Regions from separate parts of the Lactuca sativa genome. Here region 1 is linked to region 2. A link is a contact called in public Hi-C data. All regions are on one chromosome and are shown on one strand. Each heading gives the region's core, a stretch centred on a gene start, on an enhancer-like site or on the middle of the called end of the contact. The rest is flanking DNA. Distances are from core to core; before and after follow the strand shown.

What was found. A called contact is a pair of places that touch in the nucleus more often than the background predicts.
Region 1: a Hi-C map of leaf shows a contact between it and region 2, with 2.9 times the contacts expected there. The contact joins the promoter of LOC111917259 here to the promoter of LOC111917261 in region 2. A contact is called at or near these places in 2 of 4 Hi-C or Micro-C datasets (both in leaf).

What each region holds. Positions count from the first base shown.
Region 1 is chr3:33,708,974-33,714,716 of Lsat_Salinas_v11, forward strand. It overlaps LOC111917259, which reads left to right and starts at 3,914. Exons shown (of 3, transcript XM_023912939.3): 1 at 3,914-4,499; 2 at 4,620-4,861; 3 at 4,960-5,411. The coding sequence starts at 4,020. The coding sequence ends at 5,209.
Region 2 is chr3:33,558,655-33,564,564 of Lsat_Salinas_v11, forward strand. LOC111917261 reads left to right here and starts at 2,438. Exons shown (of 2, transcript XM_023912942.3): 1 at 2,438-2,777; 2 at 2,852-3,579. The coding sequence starts at 2,691. The coding sequence ends at 3,319.

The DNA.
Region 1 (5,743 bases), core at 2,664-5,163, 150 kb after region 2:
AGCTTCGTTTCCAATGCCCTTTGTCACGGCAGTGGTAGCATTCTGCATCCTTAGGTTTGGAGGTGGATCCAGCGGGATCAGCCTTGGTTCCACTAAAAGAGGTGCCATAACGGGAGCTTCCCTTATGGTGGCTCTTAGAAGGAGCCTTCCTTTTCTTACCCTTCCCCTACCCACTAGCCAAGACGGAGTCAACTGTAGAGGGAGTTGATGCAACGGATTTATCCTTGAGGTTGCTCTCAGCAGTCCTCAACAAGCCTTGAAGCTTGCTAAAGCTGACCTCCTCTTTGTTCATGTGGTAGGTGATGAGAAACTGGTTGAAATACGGTGGCTAGGAGTGGAGAATGATATCAATCGCCAACTCTTCATCGAAGTTAACATTTAACTTTAGCAGGCGATCGACATATCTTAGCATTTTCTGCAGATGAGCAGTGACAGACTCTTCGTCCCTCATCTTGGTCGTGATCATCGAAGTGATGATCTCGTACCTCTCCTGCATGGCACTTTGGTGGTACCTGTCTAGCAAATCCTGGTGCATCTCATATGGATGGTAGTCCTCGTAGGACTTTTGGAGTTCTGCAGTCATACTCGCGAGCATGATGCAATGGACTTTCATAAAATCTCGCTTGTGGGCCTCGAAGGCAACGGTCTCCTCGGGAGTAGCAGTGTTGACATTCACTTCCTTCGGCTCCTTGTCGAGTATATACTCCTTGTCATCGTAGCGGGTAACCATTCAGATGTTACGTATCCAATCTATAAAATTTTTCCCATCGAAGATCACCCTCCCACACAAGTTCATGAGTGAGAATGAGCTAGAAGAGGTTGAGCCTGAAGCGTTGTTGTTTGAGTTCGGCATCTGAAAAGGAAAGGAGACAAATTTTGATTACATAATAATCCCCAATTAAACACCCAAATGAGAAATTAGGGCTAGGATCCAACAACATTATTTGCAATTTAGAAGAGGGATGTCGTAATCTAAACAACAAATAATTTGAAGGTAAGTGAATGACGATTCAATAATTTCCTCCATGAAAAACAAAAGAAATTAAGTTTTAAATGTATTGAAAACTCGTAGATCTTTTGAGATTCATTGAACTTTTCAATGGAATGTTTAAATATCGATATGCCCTTCAAGTTTCTGACTGGGATACCGAGGATCACAAACAAGGTATGAATAACCATGCAAATGTATATGGTGCCCCAATGTTATAGTCACCTAATCAATGTGCCGATTAGCCACACACGCTCCATTGATCTATGACAAACATCGAGTCACCCTTTTCCACCTTTGCTTAGAGCCAAATTAGTGTGCCGGTTAACCACACACGCTCCACTAACATCTTAGCAAGGGTACAAAGTGTAATTTCATTGAATAGCATCAAATTCATATTTTTCCTAAAGTAACTAAGATTGGGAATTTTATAAAAACATTTAGTTACTTTATTAATCATTCTACTTTTAATGAGGAATTAGTTTCCCTATACTACCCGTTCAGCTAACGACCCTCCACCAATCAAAGAAGCGGTGGGTGAGAGTGGACACCCATTAATCTGACATTTTATAGGCAACAACCTTATACCCCCTTATAGACCGGCTTCGTGAATGAGGCATACTAACGGTAATACTAGCATTTATCTTATACATATATAATAATTATTCATATAATATTATAATAGTATATGGATGAATTTTAAACTTGTAAAATTCTAGGGTTTGGAATTTAATTATTTCAAAATTAAACTTTTAATAAAAAAAATCCAAAACTTGAGGGCAAGTTTTGAAACATTTCAAAACTATCTATATCAAAATTCAAATAATATAATTAAACAATTAATTGGTGATTATCTAATTTTGACCTAATCCAATTTCATGCAAGATAATTAATCAAATAATTCAAATAATTAGGGTTTATCAAATAAGACAATAATTATCTAATTAAATGATAAATATCTTTTATTTTGACTAAGATAATCACATTGAATCAATAAAAATCGGATTTTATTAATTAAAATCATTTTTGGTAATTATCCCAAGTCAAAATAAGCCAAAATCCCGAAAATCCATCTGTCTGACAGCCCGACTCGCTGAGTCCCCATTTGGACTCGTCGAGTTCAACTTGGGACTCGACGAGTCTATCAGGCAGAAGCCAAAAAATCGAATTCAAGCAATGAACAAACATACAATGCATCAAATACAATAGAAACCAAGCTAGTTTACGAAAACATTGATGGGTTTTGATCAAAAGAACATTCCTATGTGCATATGCAAAACCTTAAAGCTTTGGATCTAGGTTTCGCTATTGTACATGCAAATTTATCCAAATCCTGCAAACCCTAATCTAACATACTATAAAAATCGAAATCTACAACTAAAACAAGTTTAGATGATTACCTTTTGATAGTAGCAAGAATCTTCAATCTTCAAGAGCTTAGTATCACAATTGTAATACCTCTAATGACTCACAAACACCAAGGAAAGAAGATGATCAAGAAGAGAGAGTATGGAGGCACAATTTCGGCTATAGGAACTCTAGGGGTTCTTATGGTAGCCGCAAACTGAAGCCCTAGGGGTCCTTAAATAGCTGAGCTGCTAGGGTTTCAGTCAAAACCCTAATTGGATAACTTAGGCCCTAAGCAGCTCCAAGAACCTTCTGGAATAGGGCCCTTGGGCGATTTCCAAATTGTCCACTCCCTTGGGCGATTCTAGTCCCCTTTATTTAATTAATCTCTTTTAGCCACAAAATTAATTCTTGACCAATATTAATTAAACAATATGATTTCTCTCTTAATATATTATTCATACAATATATATTAATAAACCATAATATCCTCTTTCTCTCTCTCTCTCTCTCTCTCTCTCTCGCGCGCGCTCTCTCTCTCTCTCTCCATAAATCATCCTGTCAAGTTGCTTTGGTGAATGCAACCTAAAAGGACCATACAACAATCGGGTCAAGTATATATCAAATATATGAAATACTTTTAATAAAACATTTTATTTAAATAAAACATAGTAATGTAATTAAACCGAACATTTAAAAACTAAAAAAATATTACAAGAAAGAAAAAAGAAATAACGTTTAAAAACTAAAAAAAAAAAGAAAAAAAGACATTACAAGATGAAAAAAAAATACATTTTCCCCTCTAAATTCACTATTCTTCATCTTCGTTATCATCGTATATATAATTCGCCAAGTATTTTCGAAGTTGTATGTGTTTTCGCTTAGCTGGTAAACACAATTAATATCTGCAAGAACCTTCTGCAAACTCATCATCATCATCATTATCGTTGGACCGGTCGAACATATCTATTTTTTTAGAAAGTATCGAAATTTTATAAAATATAAAAAAAAGAAAAAAATATAATGAATGAATTTGAGGTAAATGAGATTTATTTATAGGTAAAAAAATATTATTATAATTATTTTGAAAATTTGACCGTTAGTATGGTCAAAAAGGGGGTCGACATCGGTTTTCATTGGCTATGATATATGTAATATGTTGTTTGCCGTTTGTAGTGGTAATGAGGTTTACCATAACGGCTAGTCGGGACGGTGTTCCTCTTATTATAGGTGTGTCTACTAAACAAAAACGTCGTGATACCTAACACTGTTATTGAATAAAAAGTGGGGCCATATTGGTTTTTACCATCATTTGGTAAATAAAATTCAAAGTACAATAATCAAGTAATTAAGTTTTGTAATCACTATTATTAGATTAAAAACTCAATAAACACAATATAATTTATTGGATCACACTTTTGTCTTTTTTTTCATAAATAACTCGAATATAATTCTGTTCAGATTAAAAAAATATATTTATGTATTATTGATTCACTTTTACGTAAGAACCTAGTATTACTTTATGTTTTAAAAATTATTAAATGTTTTCGTTAACAGGGCCGCCATTTCACATCTTCCACATCTTACAGGAACCACACATCAGGAGTATATATCCACACACTAGTTTTCAAAAACATTTACACACATAACCAAAAAAACCACAAAACACACACAGAAATACAAAATGGAGAAGATCCAACACAAGATGGTAGCAGTGAACGGCATAAACATGCATGTAGCAGAGCTTGGCACAGGCCCAACCATCCTCTTCATCCATGGCTTCCCAGAGCTCTGGTACACCTGGCGCCACCAGATTCTCTATCTCGCCTCACATGGTTACCGTGCTGTGGCACCCGATCTCCGTGGTTACGGTGACACCACTGGTGCCCCTGTCTCCGATCCCACCTTGTTCACTACCCTTCATGTGGTTGGAGATCTGGTGGCGCTCATCCACACTGTGGCTGCTCCGGGCGAGGACAAGGTATTTGTGGTGGGACATGACTGGGGTGCAATGATTGCCTGGGCTTTGTGTCTTTATCGGCCAGATAAAGTAAAGGCCTTGGTGAATATGAGTGTCCCTTTCAGTCCAAGGAATCCTAAGTTCAAACCTATCGATGGACTTCGTGCTCTCTATGGAAACGATTACTACATCATCAGATTTCAGGTTCTATTAATTCTTCAATTAATTCTCCCATCAGCAACACCTTCACCACACTCCACACACAACCACCTGCGTCACTTTAACTATCCTTCACCACTCTATATGCACATGAATATGTTCTAGGAACCTGGAGAAATCGAAGGTGAATTTGCGGTATGGGGTACAGATAGAGTATTAAATGATTTCTTCAATTATCGCAAACCTGCCCCCCTTTTTCTACCCAAAGGTATTGGGTTCGGAACCTCACCTGATGATCCTATAATCTTGCCTTCATGGATGTCCAAAGAAGATCTTGAATACTACACAAGCAAATATGAAAAAACTGGCTTCACCGGAGGTCTAAACTACTATCGAGCTTTGAACTTGTAAGTTAGATTCGAACTACCTAGCTATATAATTAAGTTGAAGTTGTTTAATTTAGTAAAAATGGACAAAAAAGAAAACTCTTTTTGTGGATTTACAGGAACTGGGAGCTAACTGGCCCATGGACTGGAGCTCAAGTGAAGGTACCTGTTAAGTTCATCGTGGGTGACCTTGACCTGACCTACAACTCGATGGGTGCTAGAGACTATATAGAAAAAGGAGGGTTCAAAAAAGATGTGCCTCTTTTAGACGATGTAACCGTACTGCAAGGTGTAGGTCATTTTCTTCATGAAGAAAAACCTGAAGAGATCAGCAAACATATCCATCAATTCGTAAGCAGTTATATATAATGCCTTCAACCTTTATGATAAGATTTAAGTGGTTTAATTAAGGGAGAGACCCGATCATTCGAGCGATGCAGAAGTTTAATTGCTTAGTAGTCTTCTATCGTGCAAGTTAAAGATTTCTCTAGGAAGTGATTTTGGATTAAATAAATGTCATCGTGTACGCTTTTAAGTATGAAGGCTGAAATTTAATGGAGTAAACACAAAAGGTTTGTTTCTTGTAAGAAAGAAATAAAGAGAGATTGTAGCAGGAAAGATAGAAAGCAACATCTATATTAAATTAAATAAAAAAAACTCACAGTGCACGACTTTAAATAGAGAACATGCATAAAAAAAAAATTTAAGTATTTTGTCTATAATTAAAAAAAAAAACTAAATGATTAATATTTTCCAATCCATTAATTTTTAACTGGACACGGGTTTAGCTTATCTTTCTAAGCTTTTCACATATATTGGTAAAGTTCGGTCTTACCAGCGCCATAGTAAATATTTATGACTTTTGCTTTTTTAGGAAATGAACTCCACAATGATTTGTCCTCT
Region 2 (5,910 bases), core at 1,188-3,687:
TCTTGGGCTTTTCGTGGTTTTATGCGCTCAATTTCTTCCTCTTCAGATTCATTGTCATCCCCAACAAACTCAGTGAAACTCTGGAAATGCTCAACTGGCTCTCCGTGTGAAATTATATTGTCATCATCAACCAACAACATTAGTTTTGCTTGGTCATTTACGGATTCATCAACATCAAATGACGACGGAGCAACATTAACTGTAGTCTTACCTTTATACCTATAATCATCCCTTTTACAAGCTCAATGTAAGAATGAACATGATTAGTTGATAGGTAACAAATTACCAATTTGGTTACTTCCAGCACTGGAAGACCCATTGCCACAAGAATCATCATCCATGGGAAACCGATGAATACCATTTTCCATAAAACTATTAACAACAAACAATTGTACCATATTAGGAGATATACTACTAACAAAACTAAAAAAGTATCTGACATCAATATCGTCAAGAATATGTATAATTATATTTGATCAAGGACATTAAAAGGTAAACATATTTAATTAGTGTGTAACATGGACTTAGAAGTAACCAATGTAATTAACCCACCGAAGTTGATATCACTGCTTATATTTACACCAAAACATGTGTAGTTTGGAGCAATATACGGCATAAATCCCTTGATATCATGCCATTGCCCTTCACTAGAAACTGACACTAGAAAAAAATCTTTATACATATTCATTTTTTGAGGATATGAAAACTATCAAAATAGGGTTTCAACAAGGGAGGAATAAAGACAACGAAATGTACTGCTTGTGTAAGAACAAACAACATACATATACCCTAATTTTACCTTTTCTGAACACTATTCTTGAATGCACCGTACATTTTAGAATACTATCAAGAATACACTTTTCCAGTCCAGGATGTCAGATTTCAGACCCGATAACTATCAACTCTGAAATAAACATAACCATTTTGAAATACTATATTTTAGAGTAATGGTCATTATATAAAAAATATAAAAAAATTGATTATTATTATCAAATTATTCATTTATACGAAATAGATTACTCAATTTCCCAGTAAAACTAAAAAACCGAATATGTGAATAATACTTAATACAAAAAACATCATAAATGGTCCCTGTGGTTTCTTCAAATCTGAATTTTAGTCCCCGTGGTTTAGAAACATCATAGTTGGTCTCTGTGCTTTCAAAACTTTTGATGATTGGTTCTTATTGCCAACTCCATTAAGTTTTGTCCGTTGACTGAAGAGTATTTTCGTCATTTCACCACCACATGGACTATTTATGATGTTTTCTTTTATTTAAAAAAATGAAATAATATACAAAAAGAGTCCCACTCTCTCTTTCTCTCTCTCTCTCTCTCTCTCTCTCTCTCTCTCTCTCTCTCTCTCTTCCCTCCTGTTTTCTTCTTCGTTTAACACCACACAAACACCCCCGATACTTGATATTGTTGTCCCCATTTCTTCTTCATTAGACTGCCAAGACTCACCCACCGGAGGTGGGTGGTCCTCCGATCACCAGAAAATGCAAAGATGAGAGAGAGGAGGTTGCTACCTCCTTCCCATCCTCCAACAGATCCCTTCCCATCCAAGCTCAACCCTCAGACACCCCATGCCGTTGCTCTCATTTTCTTCTCCAATCTAAAGAAGACGAAGTCCCACGCCCCCACTCGACTTCTGATTTTGTCCAGTTCTTTCTCAACACAGGTGAGGGCCAAAATTCTCCATCCCCTTTCGCGTTAGCCGGAAACGAACAGACAAGAGAAGGGCAATCGGAAAATCCAACAGCCCATCTTCTTCTTCATCTATTTCAGTCATGGGACCACCACTTTTGACTACTCCGTTCGATTTCCATTCCGATCAGATGAAGACGATGACCAGGGCGAAGATGAAGGCTCGTCGGGGATCAGCTATTCCCTCCTCGCGATCTGTTAAACCCCACCAGACCACCTCATTTGTTGATTTCGTCCGTACTTTTCCCTCCCAATCAGACGAAGATTGAACCCACGAGGGTCGCCGGAGGTCGACGCCTGCCCTTTCTTGTGATCTCTCAGCCTCATCGGAGATTCCCGATTTTTTCTTCTGTTCGTTTGTTTCTTCATCGACCTGATAAAGACGACGATTCCTTTCCCCATTGTTTGTACCAATTAACTCAATCCCCACGTCCTTATAAGCAACCACAAAGTTTCTTTCTTCCTTTCCTATACATCGATTCAAGAACCCAAAATTCAGAACATGTTTTGTATTTTAAGGATTATGGTGGTGTTCATACGAGAGAGAGAGAGAGGGGGGGGGGGGGGGGTAGGACCCTCTTTGTATATTATTTCATTTAAAAAAAACATCATAAATGGTCCCTGTGGTAGTGAAATGACGAAAATACCCTCCAGTTAACGGATAAAACTTAACGGAGTTAGCAATAAGGACCAATCGTCAAAAGTTTTGAAAGCACAGGGACCAGCTATGACATTTCTAAACCAGAAAGACTAAACTTCAGATTTAAGAAAACTATAGGGACCATTTATGATGTTTTTTCTACTTGATATTACAAAATAATCAAACATAAAAAAAACATCAACAACCCAGCTATATATAAAAAACCCAAATTATTCATTACATTTAACACCTCCCCTGCCATAGTACCATACTACCATTCCCTTCCGTCAAAGCTATCAACCCATTTCACAATCACATTCTGGACTGCTTGTCATTGTGAAATCATGACCAACAAATCCCCAATCTTCCCCATTCATGAGCCTCAACACTTCAGTGACTATGGCTTCGACCCTCAAATCGACTACTTTCAGGTTCCCCTTTCTCTTCATTACTTTCAACAATGGCACTCAAATCCTTGCTTAACAGTCTGTGTTCCAATTCGCAGGTGTTGGAAGAAGCCAGAAAGCATAAACGCGAAACTTACTCGTCCAGATCCGCCATTGACAACGTGCATTTTAAGCTTCAGAAACCCATCTCCAAAGACGACACCAGCAAGAAGATAAAAAAGACCCGTAAACGCTGGTGGTGGAAGAGCGCCCTCCACTTCTTCAAACGCAAACGTACTTCCTCTTCCGACTCATCTTACAACAATCTCCACTGCGTCTACAGCGCCAGCGGCGGCGGCGGAGTAGGAGGAGTCCGTGCGATGTCTGGACCGGTGTATTTGACGGATAGCAGAAACGGGTCTGCCACTCTTTACCACCGTACCTCCACCAGCCGGCCGTCGTCCGGACCACTCGCATCTACACGAAAAGGTGATATCGATATACCCTACATCAGTCTCACTGAACTCAACATGAATCAGACCCACAAGATCTCAGGCTCCGCCATGCCCATTTACTTGGTCACTTAACGACTTCAATGATTCAAGCATTCAATTACATTTACTTTTTTTTTTTTACGCATTAAAAGAAATGATGAAAGGTAGTAAAGATTAGTTGGAAAAAATGTGTTCCTTTCTGGGTTCATTTATCTCTTTTGCAGAGATTCGCTTTACTGTTAATCGAACCCACGATTTGACCAATTCGTTTTTGACCAGTTTGTTTGGATAATTTCTTGGAAGAAGTGTGATGAATTGTATCCGTTGGTTTAAGTGATTACTATTTGTCCATACATGAATGAATGTTTAGTATCAGTGTGACTTCGATGGAATTTGGCAGAAAAATGGTGTGGACATTTCTTGATTTCTTCGTACCCTTACAAGAAACATGTTCGAAACGAAAATTGAGGGGCCATTTAATTTTAGAGGAAGAGTAGGCATATGGTAGGGCTAATGTTCATCTTTTATTTCAAAACGATATCCACTTATATAATATTATTATCACTATGCAATTTAAAAGAAAGGGAAACTACTAAACTAGCATAAAGACCCTTAAATTTGTGTTAACCAATAAAAAAGCCAAAATAGTAAAATTTCGTATAAAAATTATGGGATAAAACTGATAAAAAACATATTTAAGGTAATTTTTTTACAAACTTAAAAGTTTTCATGTGAGTTTCACTTTAAGGAAACTTGAAAACTAAAGAAACATGTAAAAAAGATAAACTAGAAAGTTTAATGAAAGTTAAGATAAAACTAATGACATGACGTAAACTTAAGAGTTTTTATGTCATTTTTCTTGTTAAAATTAGGACAAGTTACACACTATATGAAAAATATTGCTTCATTTCATTTTTGATACTGATATATATATGCATTTTTTTTTTTAATTATTCTATAAATAAAGAAAACATGGACCCTTAAAGAAGAATCCGTTGGGACACCAAGCCTTGGATGGGCCTTTTGAAAGATAAGGTTAACGGGAATCGTCAACTAACTGAATGCTTTTGGAATCGTATTTTGAGAGTTTTTCACAACAAATTAGGGGTAGGGGTGGTGTTTAACAATCAAAATATGCTTTAAAATGAACTCAAAGTAGACGCATGCGGGGATTAATAAGTTTGAAGTTATTTACTAATCCTCCAAACGGGCAATCATAAGCAACAAATATATTTCAGGCGAGACACATTGGATACATATACATTTACATGAAAGTCTTAACCCACATGTATTCATGGGGAGTTGAATTTGATGCAAGAAAGATGTAGAGATGAAGATATGCATATATGTGTAGTGTCGCATGATCATTTGTAAAGATCGATGTTGGTTGCGGTCCGAGCATGCAAGAGTGAAATTGGGAAAAAATATGGTTGGGAATGAATTATTATTTTTTATGTAATTTTTAGTTAGGGAGGAGGGAGTCGTTCCCATTGAACCCACTAAACTCACTGCCACATCAGCTTTTCTCTTTGATTTTTCTTCATCTTTCCGAACCCACTGTCCCATTTTGGTCTCATGGGTGAGATCAAGTGGTTTGCCACCACTCCAGGGGCTTTGAGTTGCTACTCTTAGTATCTCCGAGGTCATTAGTTCATAAAGGTGTTTGATTGATGCTTATGAATGGACCATGCATGTGTTAAGGTGATTTTTATGGGTCTTAAGGATTAATTTGCATTGTTGAGCTTCTTTAAGACGTGCAAACTGATAAAGTTTCCAACTTTATAAGTTAAGAGTGAATTTCGAAGGTTCCCTGAAGTTTGGGTGCAAAGAGCTTAAGTGGTTAATTAAGGAAATCAATTTTAGTTAAGTCGGAGTTACGCCCCGCGTAAGAGTTGGTACGCCCAGCGTACCGTGTATAAGTCGCGGTCTGGTTCGCCGTGTACGCCCAACATACGACGTTCAACTTAGCTTGGGCTTGTGGTGTTTTGGGCTTCACGTTCTTGGGCTACTTTGTTGTGTTGGGCGTTTTTGGGCCATCTGACATCAACTTTTTGGGACTAAGGATTATTGGGCTTTAGGTTTAGGTCCATATAGGGTTGGGCCCAATTTGGAAAATTGGGCCATTAGTGGGCCCTTATGAATCCTTTGGTTTTGAGCCTTGGTGGGCCCAATGGGTTTGGGTCATTAGTGGGCTTGCTTATCTGGGCTATCTTTGGGCCTAGGGCTGGAGTCTAGCCTTGTTCAGCTATTGATTATGATGTTGGGTGTTTGGCTCAGATCGGGAGTGGTTAGTAGTAGCAACAGCAGTGTAGGATCAATCGTGAAGCGCTGAGGTGAGTTTCTCACTATAATTACCTGTGTGGTAATGCATGAGTGACCGAAGGGTCTTATTTGTGTTATTGACTGGAAGGTCTTATTTATGTTGTTGACCGGAGGGTTTTATTTATATTATTGATCGAATGATCTTATTTATATTACTGACCGGAGGTTCTTATCTGCCTTGTGTGTTATTATGCATTCTGTCTTTGTGACTTATGTTGTTATATTATTTTGTATATATATGTTGAGCTATAACCTGAGGGCCCATACCGAACCGTGAGACCGGAGGGTCTTCACTGAGACACTTGACCGGAGGGTCCATATTGAGATATATCCATGAGAGGCTTATTATTTGTGTATGTGGT